Linked DNA regions of Mus musculus: region 1 is linked to region 2. The links are chromatin contacts, called in public Hi-C maps. All regions are on one chromosome and are shown on one strand. Each heading gives the region's core, a stretch centred on a gene start, on an enhancer-like site or on the middle of the called end of the contact. The rest is flanking DNA. Distances are from core to core; before and after follow the strand shown.

What was found. Hi-C and Micro-C count contacts between places; a contact is called where the count stands out from the background.
Region 1: a contact with region 2 is called in a Hi-C map of embryonic stem cells, with 2.8 times the contacts expected there. The contact joins two enhancer-like sites. A contact is called at or near these places in 1 of 484 Hi-C or Micro-C datasets (embryonic stem cells) and 1 of 115 datasets of contacts at active chromatin or transcription factors (embryonic midbrain).

What each region holds. Positions count from the first base shown.
Region 1 is chr19:60,068,755-60,076,330 of GRCm38.p6, forward strand. It overlaps the pseudogene Csf1r-ps. Among named protein-coding and RNA genes, the nearest start is that of Gm41880, 22 kb to the left of the region's middle. Within about 2 kb of position 4,792, at least 14 of the 459 cell types and tissues checked have an H3K27ac peak or open chromatin away from gene starts, as enhancers often do. A contact at or near this core is called in embryonic stem cells, where this site is marked.
Region 2 is chr19:59,580,488-59,587,549 of GRCm38.p6, forward strand. No RefSeq gene overlaps it. Among named protein-coding and RNA genes, the nearest start is that of Gm19956, 71 kb to the right of the region's middle. Within about 2 kb of position 5,559, at least 22 of the 459 cell types and tissues checked have an H3K27ac peak or open chromatin away from gene starts, as enhancers often do. A contact at or near this core is called in embryonic stem cells, where this site is marked.

The sequences.
Region 1 (7,576 bases), core at 3,542-6,041, 490 kb after region 2:
ACTATAGCATTTGCTTGGTGTCATCTTTAGTTTTAGTTGTCAACTTGACACAGGCCTGGAGTCACCTGTGAAGAAGGAACACTGGACTGAAGAATTACCCAGATCACATTGGTCTGTGACCATGTCTTACTTACTTACTTAAGGACCCTTAAGTAAGCCTGAGGACCTAGATTCAATTCAAGCAGGAAGAGGACAGAGGAGACAAGGGAAGAGTTGTAATCTTATCTGGTAGAATATTCTAGAAACTATCTAGTTTCTTTGAATACCAAGCTCAAGGACCAATTTGAGAATGTCTATGATATCTTTTTCATCTCAATGTTTGCTTCATGTTTTGTTTTATGGTGCTGAGGTCTGAACCCACAGCTTTTCACATGGTAGGCAAGAACTGCACTTCAGTGTTTTAAAATTATAACAATCTCCAGTCACAATAAACTTAAATTAAATTAGGCAAGGTCATAAATTATATAAGACATAAAACAGTGATGCCAGAAACATTACTGAGATGCCTTCTTTGAACAGTAAACCCAGTTCTGAGCTTCCTGGTAGCTAAGGAGAAAAGTAAAAAAAAAAAAAAAAAAAAAACCAACCAAACAAACAAACAAAAAACAGCAAGACATGTACTTCTCGGGATCTGGCTAATAGCAGTGTGCATTTCTTCAGGAAGGACAAACTTCCCAGTACTAAAATATTAACATTGATGAGGTGATAAATTTTGCCAATGAGATATTCAATTCAAGATCTAGATCTAGATATCTAGATAAGATCTAGTTAGTGAGGGTTCTAACTGCAGACAGTGTTTAGGAAAGCAGACACATTGCTGATAAGGAAGACCGCTCTCAGAGGCATATCTGCATTTCTGACTGATACTCCACCTTGTCATCAGGATAGAGCATAAAGGACCTACTGGAACATCCCCTGGGCACCTCCATCAGTCATGTGAGTCCCAGGCATGCCTTTGACAGACCAAAGAGCAGCCATTCAGAATTGAGCTGTCTGCTGAAAACGGATTGAAAGAGTTTGCATGCTGATGAGAAAGAGATGCATGTCTCATGGCTGTCAGTTTGGAATCCCATAGAAAGATTGATTTTTCTTGTGTTTATTAAGAAGACCAACATGAAATTTTATCCCAGCAGACGTCAATGTTAGCTATATTTGTAATGAATATCTGTGGGGAAGAGACACTGCATTGATCTGTCTCCACATCTTTCATGGCTATCAGTACAAGAGTACAAACTCATCTCCATAACTTTAAAATAATTTTCCTACTTAGCAATATAAGAGATAACTATTTAAAAGTAATACATGTGTGAATGTACACACACATTAAATAGATGCACTCATTGTATGTATATATGTGTCTATGTATATATGTGTCATTGTATGTATGTATGTATGTGTCTATGTATATATGTGTCATTGTGTGTATATATGTGTCATTGTATGTATGTATGTGTCTATGTATATATGTGTCATTGTATGTATGTATGTGTCTATGTATATATGTGTCATTGTATGTATGTATGTATGTATGTGTCTATGTATATATGTGTCATTGTATGTATGTATGTGTCTATGTATGTATTTTGGTTCTGTATAGATTTTTAAATGTTTTTCCTGCTAAAGAAGTTTATAGGCTCTTGTTTCAGAACTCATTTTATGTATTCCTACAATTACATTGTCAAGGTTTAATAAATTTAACACTACTTTAATTATTAGCTACTTGAAAGACATTTATTCATTTATTATGCTAAAATGGATATGTGTGTGTGGTTTATGAATGAGCGTGTTCAAGTGTGTGTACACATGTGGGTGTATATGAGCATGTGCCAAAGGTTGATTCACATGTCTTCTTTATTTTCCCTCCACCTTATTTTTTGAGGCAGTGACTCTCTCTGATCCAGAAGTTCACCCATTAACTAGACTAGTTGGCCAGTGAATCCCAGGGATCATTCTGTATAGTCAGAATGGGACTTTGCCTATTTCCACAACGTTTTGGCTTTGATGGCCAGAACAAAGGAGTCTAAGGGGTAAGACATTGCATTGCTTTTCTTTCAGGTGGTCAGTTTGGGAGTTTGACTTCTGAATATGCAGCCAGAGCAAATTCTCTGAGCTGTCTCTGCAACCTGAGGTTAGAAGAATCTGCCACAACCGGGGAAGGGGAATTGTGTAAATGGTAATAGTGACATTATAAAGCCAAGCACTAACTTCCTCTGCTCTCAAGTACAGTGGTAACTCGGTGGAATTAGTCATTTCTTACATCAAGCAATGCTCTTAACTCATGGATGTTTCCCTGAGCCAGATTTTATGGTCTATGTCAGAAATCTCTCTAAATCCTTATAAGTTGTGTTTGTTTCTATGCAATACATTCTTTAATGCTCTTGGGGCTTATCCATAAAACTCTCTGAGATGGCTGAGTTTCTTCTTCCACCTCTGAATTTGAAGAACACAGCTCACATTCCATGCTGAGCTAAATCCAAAGCACTTGGTGCAGACTATAGAATGTGTGTGAATATGAGTTCTCCTGGCAGGCAGCAACAAACTATGACCACCAGCTCTACCTTCTCTAAGGTGGCTTTTTTTTAATCTTTAAAATATGTTTTATTAGATATTTTCTTCATTTACATTTCAAATACTATCCTCTTTCCTAGTTTCCTCTCTGAAAGTCCCCTATACCCTCCCCCTGCTCCCCAACCAACCCACTCCCACTTCCTGCCCTGGCATACCTCTACTGATGCTTCCAGCCCAACTCTAATCTTTAGCATTCTGGTCCTTTATGGGAGCTTCTTTTTGTAGCCACGAAGCTCTTTCGCTCTGGCCTTTGATGGAGAGAACAGCTGTCCTCAGAAGGCAACCCTGGTCATTCACTCTTTCCTCATCGCTGACTCCTCTGTTACCTGTTTCATTTGCTTGCTAGAGAGTATTTCTACCATTCATCCCTGCTAGCTGGATCTCCCACCCATTCTTTCCAAAAGAAATTACTTGTCTTTCCTTCTTCCTTTCCTTCCTTCCTTCCTTCTTTCTTGCTTTCTTGCTTTTTTCTTTCTCTCTCTATTTATTTTTGTTTTTAGGCAGATTCTCATGAGCCTCAACTGACTTCAAACTTGTATAGCCAAGGATAGCCTTGAGCCCCTGATCCTCTTGCTACCAACTCCCAAGGCCTGGAGTTACAGGTGCTTGCTACTATGCCACCTTTATGCTATGGAATCCATATGCTTAGAATCAATAAGCATAGCTTATGCATCTTAAGCAAACATTCTGCCAACTGAACCTCAGTTCAGCCCTAACAGCAACTCTTGAAGAAATCCCCGTGCACTTGTGATTCGAGTAGCCCAGACCCACACCTTCCTTCCAAGACTAATGCAGACTGAGGATTCCAAACATTGCTCTGCTGTATGGGCCAGTTTAGTAGCAAGACACCCAGACTAAGGTTCTCAGACAATGTTGCCATCAGTGTGGCTAATAGTACTTGTATTTTAGAAGTCACATGTTCTAGAAATTTCCAAAAAGAAACCACAAGCCAAGCAACTAATAGTCTTTTTTTTTTTAAAGATTTACTTATTTATTACATGTAAGTACACTGTAGCTGTCTTCAGACATTCCAGAAGAGGGAGTCAGATCTCATTACGGGTGGTTGTGAGCCACCATGTGGTTGCTGGGATTTGAACTTTGGACCTTCGGAAAAGCAGTCAGGTGCTCTTACCCACTGAGCCATCTTACCAGCCCGCAACTAATAGTCTTAAAGCTAATTTGCAATCTTCTTTGTCCTCACACAATGCACAAAATAAACTTCAAATAAGAGAGCTTTAAATGTAATGTGTAAGAACAAACACATAACTGGGAGAGGAGGAAAGATTAAAGGATGAGGCTTTTTACACAAACTGATGGATGATAGAGTTGGGGTGTATGCTGTAGGGGAAAAGAGTGCAAACTGAGAAAGCAAAACTATACTTAATGAAGCGTGTGTGTAAAGTATCACAGGCAAGACAGAAGGAGAAATAAAATTTCCTCCAACCTCCCAAATGAAAAGGCAACACAATAAAAGTGCCTATTTATGAGAGTCAAGTGATAAAAACTAAAAGGGAAAAAGAAATAAGACTTCTATTCATCATTGTTTTCAATTTTGAATAATGTTTATGCCTTATGTGTTTAAACGTAAAGTTAAGGAAAAATGGAAACAATACTAAATTTAAATATATATGGAAACAAAGTGACAAAACTGTGTACAAAATTGATAACATATCAGGCAGAAATAAAGAATATAAGTTTTGAACATATACCCGCAGTTGTAGAAAGGCTAAGAACATAAAATAGCAGCAGGGAATTTAACATGATGCAAGGTTGTTGATAGTCATGTTGAAATATTGGTATCAAGATATTATATTACTAGACTAAGCAGATAACTAAACGTAAGTTTGCTTTGAAGAACTAGGGCCTTTCCTAAGATAATGGTATGGAAGAGACAAAAACATGTGGTTTTGGATTAGACTCGGAAGTATAAGATGTGTGGTTGCACATACATGTGCTCCCATGGAGTGAAAGTACACATGTGTATTTGCATATGCACTGTTGGAGTAGGGAGGCAGAGATGGACCCAGCCAAGTTTACAGGAAATAAGATCCAAGCAGGATGAGAGAGCAGGTCACTCCCTTCCCTTGAGTAAAGGGTGAGTTGTCATTTGTGAAAATTAAACATGGAGAGACACCAAGTCACAGGAAATGAGGCCCTGCTTCCACCACCATGTGAGAGGTTGCTCAGCCAAGTAAAAAGAGAATGGGCTCCAGAGAGTGGAGGAAATGACTTCACATTCCAGCACACTTTGTTCCCTATTGTAATTCTGAATGACTGGGCCCCTGGAGCCTCGGGGTGCTTTGTTTGTATGGAAAAATATTGGCAGCATTGAAAAGTTGCTGATGGGGACCATGGGAAGACTCCTCTATGTGCAGTGGGGCAAGGTGCAAGTGCCCAATGGATAGCAATTAGCCCGATGGCTACTATAAATAAATCACAAGTCATAAGCACTTGCTGCAGAGGGAGGTATCAGTCATTTCTGGGAAATCTGCACGAAAACTGGAAAATGGATACTAAAACTGTCTTTTGAGTTAGGCATCCTGTTTCTCAATATTTATCCAGAGGAAAGAAACAAAGTATGCACAGGCAGATATGAATAATTTATTTCAGCATGAAATATATTTCAAAATTGCAACAGTAGATGCATAATTAAACTACCATTTTGATAAATTGATACACCATCCTTCTGCCTTCTAAGTAGTTATCCTGACACCCTCACACTGAGCGCATTCCTACAGCTCTCAGCCCTAGCTGGAGAAACTTCTTTCTGAAAACACTAAGGTCATTGCAGAGATCCACAACAGGTCAAAGGGCAAAGAATGGGGGTCTATGGAGTGTCCATCTCCAAATGAGACATCAACAACAAAGCCACTTCCCTCATGCTCAGGGACCATGGTAGAAGAGGGGTTTAGAAAAACTCTAAGATCCAGAGGCACCCCAGAGGCTTGTTGTGAAAGAGTACAGTCAAGAGTTGTTGGAGAATGGACACCGGATCAACTCCAGACCCATGTGCATATGTGCATGTGTGCAACATTAACTGGACCCAGCAGGTGACATATTTAAGAGACTAGAAGCCAGCCGGGTGTGGTGGCACATGCCTTTAATCACAGCACTCAGGAGGCAGAGGCAGGCAGATTTCTGAGTTAGAGGCCAGCCTGGTCTACAAAGTGAGTTCCAGGACAGCCAGGGCTATACAGAGAGACCCTATCTCGAAAAACAAACAAACAAAAAAAAACAGAAACTAAAAGACGGGGACATGAATTTGAGAGGAGGATGGAGGGCTTGAGGAGTCAGAGATGAAGACATAATCAAGATGTGTTAAACGCAAGCATGAAACTCTCAATGAATAAGAAAAAAATTAAATACAGTTAAACTACTTATGCCTGCACACTACTGGACATGGAGCCTGGTGGGCACAAAAGATATGTGCAGCTAAGGTACAGAATGAGCTTCAAGTCTCTATTATCAGGAAAACCTAGAAATGCTTGCATAAAATCCTAGTAGATACATGGTTTGCTTAATTAGTGCTTGTGACACTAGAATCAAACTCAGTGCAAGTGTTCTTGCACTGAGCTATCATCCTAGCACTCCAAATGTAGACACACAGACTCACGCCTATTCTGTCTTTACTTTGGTGGTTAAAGGGACTGTTCAACCACACAGGAATGCTGTGGACACCCTCCCCAGTCCACCCTTCCTTCAGCACTCACTGGTTGCCATTTTTAACAAGAATAATCTTTCCCTTCTCTTTTTGCCACTGACAACTCCAGGTTTTTCAAGTGCCCTTCTGTTGTTTGTAACACCACGGACTCATGGATTCACTGAGCTGTGACTCACAGCTGCCATTATTCTTTCGGTTGCTTAAGTTGTCTCAGATTTGGCCACGGGAATGTCTTTAACCAGTTCCAGAATCTTGTTGACATGTTTGCTTGATCTCTGAGCCCTTCCAGGGCTCTCTGATCTGTCCCTCACAGGAGGCATCACTAGAGCCTTTGTTTGTCTCCCAGGGGACTTGGTATTTAGAAACCAAGATCTGGGTGCCTATAACTCATTGCTACTGGATTGTCACCATCAGAATCTTCCCAAACCAGCCCCTGGAATGGGGCATCTGACTTCACATCTCCAGAGAAAAATTATTTATACATCAGGGCAAAAATATAAAAATATGATTCCATGTTAGCCCTCTCTGACCCCTCTAAAACTCTGTTCTGCTAAAGACTGAGAACTAGAAAATAGCATAGAAAGATGGCTGGTTTATGTGGAGCTACAATGCCCACACCTAAGGGAAGCTTTGCTATTGCTTGTGTGATGAAGTCTTCAGTGTGAGGGATTTGAGTGAAGGCATTTATCACTTTTCAAAACCTTTGGAATCTTATTTGTTTTCCTTTTCATAATGACACCAAACATCTTAAAGTGTCACATCACGTGTAAGAAACTAAATATCATCAACTCTGTTTTCATAGAGGGGGGATGAAGAGAAATGTGCTTTGGGGTTAGAAATTGTTTTGAAATCAATTCTACCTTCTCAAAGAGATACAGTCTTAGCTAAAATGTTGAACTTCCTTGAATTTCTTTCTGACAAAGAAAACTGAAGAAGAGTTGAAAACGAACTGGATTGTTACCATTCCTTCGGCTGGGCACCTGAATCCCTGGTGGTTTGCTACTGTCAAAAGTTACCAAAGTAAGATTGAAAAACCAGGTTCAAACAGATCCTCCTGAGCAGAGACAATCAGTAGCCGAAACAATAGAAGACTATATGCTATAAATGGGTATTCCTTAGAATGGTTTACATGCTGTGGGGTAAGTTGCCCAATAACAAACAGCCTTGTGCATGCCAAAGAGGCCGAAAAGCCAGCACCTGCTCGCTCACTCCCTGAACCTGGGTGCTTCAGTTGTCCTGAGCTGGTGCTGGAGGCCTGCAGGATTCACAGAAATACCTGGTATTTAGGTAATGTTGGAAGGTCAGTCTTAGCTGTAGCCTGATGACAGGAGCTGCAATAACAATACA
Region 2 (7,062 bases), core at 4,309-6,808:
TTTCCCTGTGATAAAGTTCATGGTGGGGCAAATAAAGCTGTGATTAAAATAAAATATGGGCTCTGTTTTGTTTTACTCTTATTCTCTCTCTCTGTGTGTTAAGGTTTCAAATATCCTGGGCTGACCTTAAACTAACTATGAAGCTAGCACTGACTTTAAACTCTTGATCCTCTTGTCTCTTTCTCTCCAGTGCTGGAATTACAGGCCCATAGCACCCACTTACTGGCTATTTACTGTTATCTGAGAAGGTGATGTGATTATTACGGGTATCTTGTAGTTGTCCAGCTGGGTATGTCTATAAGCACCTGAAAGGTTTTTATTTTGGTGCTGATGACCAACCACACCCAGGGCTTTGCACTCAACTAGGCAAGCATTCTATTCTGGAGCTACCCTCTGCACTCTGGAATTTTAGAATCTTTCATGAGTGTGTCATCAGAACTGCACACTTGGATTCTCAAAGGCAAGAGAGAGAAAGCACAGAAGCACCCTCTGGAAGACCATGACATTACAGTTCTCTGTGAATGCTTTTGTGACAGTCAAAGGGAGAACTAAAGGGGAGAGTTTACTCATTGGCAGCCCTCTAAATATCACTTTGCTAGGGGCAACGAATCTGTGCCTCAGCAGCCTCCACACAGGGAGCTGGAGTCTGTTCTGCAGAAGCTGCCAGGTGCGGGCTCCTCCACATGGTGTCCTCCCCACAGAGCCTTCTTAGGGGAGAGCTAAAGGTTTTAGATGCTGGTACCTAGCTGTATCTCTGCATGTATTTACTTAAATGCCATTGTAGTCAAAGTAACCCATTATGACGCTGGGGCCCCGTGCACTACACTCCCTTTCCAAAATGATGTGTGCACCACCTGAGCTGATGTCAGCTCTCTAAGACAGACCCAAACCATCTATGAAGGGCCAGGTGTGACTCTCTAGGGTTTGCAACTTAGCAATACACCATTGAAATGATTCCGCTTTGAGAATCAGCTGTAAAGGATAGACAGAGAAGCCTGTGACCCGATAAAACTTTACTTACAAAGTCACATTCAGTCAAAGGTTTCGGATCCTTGTCTAAAAGACCTTAGCACATCTTTCTCCCCAGACTTGAGACCATTTTGTATTCGACTCTGCCAGGGAGGCACCCCTCCAAAAACACACGCTTTACTTTCTTTTCTTTTTTTTTCTTTTTTCTTTTAACTACATATTTTCCTCAATTACATTTCCAATGCTATCCCCAAAGTCCCCCATACCCCCCCCCCACTTCCCTACCCACCCATTCCCATTTTTTTTTGGCCCTGGCGTTCCCCTGTACTGGGGCATATAAAGTTTGCGTGTCCAATGGGCCTCTCTTTCCAGTGATGGCCATCTTTTGATACATATGCAGCTAGAGTCAAGAGCTACTGGGTACTGGTTAGTTCATAATGTTGTTCCACCTATAGGGCTGCAGATCCCTTTAGCTCCTTGGGTACTGTCTCTAGCTCCTCCATTGGGAGCCCTGTGATCCATCCAATAGCTGACTGTGAGCATCCACACTTTACTTTCTAGTGGACAGGGCCTTACTAAAGTGTCCAGGGAGGTCTTGAACTTGTGATCATGTTGTCTCAGCCTCCCTGAGTGCCTGACTGGCCTTGAGAGTATTCTCAGTGAGCTGTAGACCTTGTCTTCTGTCTCCTCCGAGCACCCCTGTTCTCTGCTGTCTAAGCTCTCTAAGCTCCCACAGTCATTCACTGGAAGGATGGATGAATGGCTCTCTGGCAGCCATAGTGAGAAGAGGGCTTACTCCTCCTTGGGGCTGGGTTGGTCTGAGCTTTTGTTATCTGCCCCATGACTGACTGTCTCTGTACTCTGCAGAAGAGCCATCCCTGCCCCCAGTCCACAGCTTGCCCACATTTGGAGGCTGTTAGAGGAGTCAGCCTGCAGCCTGCAGCCTGGCCTGGCCGAGCTGGCCCTTTTATCTTTCTTTATAAATCACCCTCTCCCTCCTCCTGATTCTGCTTGTCTAGCTCCTCTGAACCTCCTCCAATTTGTCTCTAGTGAGCAGTGCAGAGAGTCCTGCCTGCGAGGCCAGGTGTGGCTGTTGTGCGGCTTGCTGGGAAGGAGGCCCCCCTTCCATCTGTAGGCCGGCGCCTTTGCCTGCAGTCCACACCTTTGCTGGGCTCTGTTGGCTGAGCCCAAGTAGTTTCCCTGCTGAACAGTCTCTCAACATTTATTTCCTGAGCTTCGTGCTCAAGTGCCAGGTGGGAAGACCAGGAGCATGTGCAGTCTCTCCTTATATACACTTTACAAACGCCGCGGAAGAAACCACCAGGGCCTGGGATGAGTGTAGCAGGGAAAGCTGGTCCTCTGAAAGGCGACTTCCCTGAATAGGCCTGAACGACGAACAGAGCCTGCTGCAAAAATAGTGGTGAGGGAGAATCCATGCAGAGAAATAGCACGTGCAAAGGTCCCGTGGCTTGAATAGTCCATTGAGCTTGACTTTCAAGGGCTAGAAGATCTGCTCTTAGGGAAGTTGGACATGTCAGTGCTCTGCCTGGGGCACTGACGGCAAAAGTGCTCACATTGTAATGAGCGTCATGACCGTCCTAGTGGCATCTACCTAAGGGCAAGGACTCTGTACTCAATGCTTCATTAAATTTATTATATGGACCGAAGACATTTTGCAGATAAAGAAACAGGCTCAGAGAGGTTCAGTAATTCTTTCAGTGTCACACAGTTTTAAAAGGAAGGAGCTGAGTTTAATCCAGAGAAGTTAGATGTAGTGCCCTCGATGCAAGGCAGTTAGTGAGGGCACTTAAAAAAAAAGATTTATTTCATTTAAAAGCACCCCCCCCCGTGTGTGTGTGTGTGTGTGTGTGTGTGTGTGTGTCACTTCCAAGAGCATAAAAGTGTGAGTGTAAGAGCCCAGAGAGGCCAGAAGCATCAGAGTCGGAGGCCGTTGTGAGCACTTTGAGGTAGATGTTGGAACCAGCCGCCTTGTGGTCCTGCACCGTACTCAGAGAGCAGAGAACACAAGCTGTATTCAGCTGGATTTCTCCGTTTTATCTACCTGAGGACCTCAGCCCACCGAGCGGTGTCATCTACACTTAGGGAGGGTCTTCCTGTTCTGTTAAATGTTTCTGGAAACATCACAGACATACCCAGAGGTGTGTCCCCATGGTGGCTGCATATCCTGCCAAGCTGACACTCATAATTAGCCATCCCATCAAGTGACAGGGGTGAAGATTAGATCAGAAGTTTGGCTCTGAAGTCTGGGGCAGGGGCTTGCCTGTCCCAAATTAGGTGTGGATACAAGGAGTAGGCTGAGGAGGATGTGTATTGCACACAGATTGAGGAGTCCATGGGCACCCAGGGGCCATCTATGATCTGTGTATCTATGTATCTATTTATCTATCATCTATTATGTGTGTATGTATGTGTCATTTATCTATCATCCATGTAGGTATGTATGCATGTATTATCATTTATCTTTCATGTATGTTTGTATCTATCATCATCATCACCATTTATCATGCATTCACATCTATCATCACCTATGTATATATTCATGTATTATGTATCTATCATTTATATATCAGTGTATCTACCATCTATTAATCTATCAGTCTATCATCTATTAATCATCTATCTAACTGTGCATCTATCTATCTATCACCTATGTATCTATCATTTATCATTATTTCAGGCTGGTCTCAAATTCAGTATTTATCAGATTTGAACCTCTAATTTCCCTGCCTCTCCCTCCATATTAAAAGTGTGTGTCACCTTACTAGGTTTCCTGGCAGCATTTTAGAACTCAGCAGCTGAAAGTTCTGTTAGATCTTCAGGCTGGACAAAACCCACTTATTTTTCTTCTTGGCTGGGAAGTGAGAAAAACAGGTGTTAGTCTGTCTACAGAAGTTGTCTTCCAGCTGTGGTGGAAAGCCTCTTCATTGTGTTGGCCTTGCTGGAAGGAAGAGATTTCCCTGTGCCTAGGATTCAGACCCAGCAGAGATGCCCAGGGAGCCTAGAGGCCTTGAGGGCCAGGAGCTGAGCTGCAAATGTGGGTTGCCTGGCCTCCATCAGCACACACAGATGTATTAGGTGGGAACAACTCCCTGGAGTCCCTCCTTGTCATCTCCTGGCCACAGCAGATCAGAGGTGTGAGAGCAAAGTGCATACTTCACGGATTGCTCTCGGAGGATTGTTGGATTGGGCCTCAGCTGGGTGTGATGTGGAGAAGGGACTGGCATCAAGGTCGGAGTGGAGAGAAAGGTGAGCCCAGGCAGAGAAGTATGAAGGCCTGTGTTCTACCCTCTCTCCTCTCTCCCTGATGTCTGAGCAGAGCTCTGTCGGTACTGTGGACTGAGCTAGCATCTTGGGCCGCATCTGCCATGACTATGCCCCTGAGTTCCCAGGACATGCATCACAGCTTTGAGAGGCTCAGAAAGGACCTGACTCTTTGCTCATCATCCTCACAATAAGCTCAGATGGGCAGCCAGCCCAGAGGGGCTACAGGAAGTCTGCCTGGTGCATTGTGAAGTCTCGGAGGATCAATTCCAGGGGACTCAAGGCTGGGACGAGAAGGAAAAGGTGAAAGCACAGGCGATTCTCCCAGGTTTTCAAGCTAAAGAAAGTAGGGGGTCGGTAGACACATGCCCCAGGCCACCCAGGTCATTTAGAGGCCAGCAGGTAATCCCTTCTATCAGCAAGAACCTTTGTCACACTGGGTCACCTGAATCTGGTGTTGAGCTCTTTCTCTGACTGCATAGGCCCCAAATCGAATCCCTTGTGACGATTTCCCATGAGGCCACATTCTTTCACATCTTTAGGGCTCTGCTTGTGTCCTAGGCACCTGCCATTCTTCTTATCCAAGTTGTGTTCTGCCTGTGAGAAGCCTGGGTAGGCACCTGTTCCACCCAGTACAACCCATGTTCTCTTGCCCTGTGTCTCTATGTCAACATTTATGTTTTTTTATCTTGGGGCCCGTATCACCATTCACACCAGGACCACTTTTAGTTGACAGACCATCTCATATTTTGTTTGATGAACGATGGGTCCTCAGCGCTGCTCGCTGATTGACTGAGTTGAATGGAAGGCAGACTTTGACTATGAACTACATAATTAATTGATTGGCTGACTTGATCAACTCCAGGGGGCTTTTCCCCAAGATTTTCTCCCTGGTTTCTACATCAGACCCTCCCTTGTGCTCCTCTGAGCTGGAGACTGCTACACACTTGCTTTACCCCACCTGGGTACAACTTATAAGCTTTCATTTGGGCCTTTCTGAAATGTCTCTGAGGAAGCTCACTCTGGTCCCGGGGATGACTGAGCCATGGTGATCTGGCTCAGTAGTGACTTCAGAAGCTTGGCCTCATGTAAACATACAGGAAGCTCTGTCTGATGGAGGGAAAATTGTGATTCTGCCGCTCAAGCCCTGGGGTTAGAAGGTCAGAGCCAGCTGGCTTCTAGGACTTAATATGCCTGTGCTGGCAGGCCCCAGAGACAACTTCCTGGTCAGGACAGCTGCCTTCCACAAGCTTCACCTCTTTGCTCAAGGGAGACAGGAAGGAGTCCGGCCCTCCAGATTCCAAAGCTCGGAATGTGTCTCTTCTTGCATCTCCAGGAATTTCAGCCCTGAGGAATTTCATTGTCTTGCAGGATGCTCAGAGGGATGTGAGTTCCTAAACAGGGCTGCACTCCTCTTTAAAGAGACGCATGCCCCTATCCCCTCAGCAGGCCACACCCAGAGGAGAAAGACTAGGTGCTTTCTCCTCAACCTAGACCAAGGCCACCTTGGCTGTTCTACTCACACTTTCTCTCCCCACTGAGAGAAAGCCAGGCTAGTGAGAGCCCTCATTTACATTTCATTAAGAGGTGTTGGGCTGGGTGATAAAGAACAGATCTATTCTGTCCCTGGATCCAGAGTTTGGGGCACCACTCTGCAGTTATTCCCAGCAGCCCTCTCAGTTCACCTCCCTGCCTCTCACGGTGTAGCCTGAGCTACCAGAACCATATGTTAAAGGTTCTGCCCATTTCCAGTGGGCCTCCAGAAAGGGGATGGCACGAACTCTGCTTTCACATAAGAGAAATCCAGATCAGAGAGGTCAAGCGATTGCTATGACTACTCAGGTAGGATATGGCAGAGCTGGGCAGTAAGCCTAAGCTACCTTGCCTCCAGAGCACCCGCTCTCCCTTTATGTTGGAGCTCATCACCACCCACCTAGAGAAGGAGTTGCAAGTATGAAAGCTACTGGCACCGGCACCGGCACCGGCACCGGAGGAGCTCAGTGTAGACCAGTGACAGTAGAGGGAGGTTGCCCAGACACCCCACTCTCTGTTGCTCCGTGCTCTTGGAGAATGACACAGGATCCCTTAGCAGTTACTCTACTTGTTATGATGTAACTCATCATGTGACAGTTTCAGGGGGCCACACCTTCATTCTGCTCTCACCTGGGAACCCAGGAAGATGCCAGCATCTTTGCGTGGGAACTTGGAGAGCCCACATGAAGTCCCTATCAGGGAGAATGTCACCCTGAGAGCTCCCCATCCTGGCCTTCACAGGTGGAAGAATTTGGCGTTTTTGGATTCAGACATGGCCTGTGGCTTATGCCAAAGACAGGGAGCAGGAGCACGGAGGAAACAATCCTAGTTGTTTCCTAGAAATGTTGGGGACCAGCCTAGATCTAGAAAGGGGACAGTGTGGCTCATCTTCCTGTGCATCTTGGAAATCGCTGGAAAACTCCGGCTCAAAGTGATCCGTGCTTTATCACATCGCCACGTGTACAGTGCTTTTCAGCATTTCTCATGATGTGTTTTCAGGCTCAGATTGATGGAGGTGGGAGTCAGGCCCGGGGGTGGAAGAGACAAGGGTTTAGTAATGAGTTCGAAGTTTACAAAACACAGAAGCCAATATGGCTTCAATACGTGATGTGACCCTTTATAAGCCTGGAAACGACTCTTCAGAACTCTTTCTGGACTGACTTCAGAGTGGAGTGGCGCTGGGACACCACAGACTGACTTTGAGCAGTGGGTCGGTATTGCAGGAATTTTTTAATTTCCTGTAGCTCAGAACAGTTTTCTCCCAGGGCGCTTTCGGAG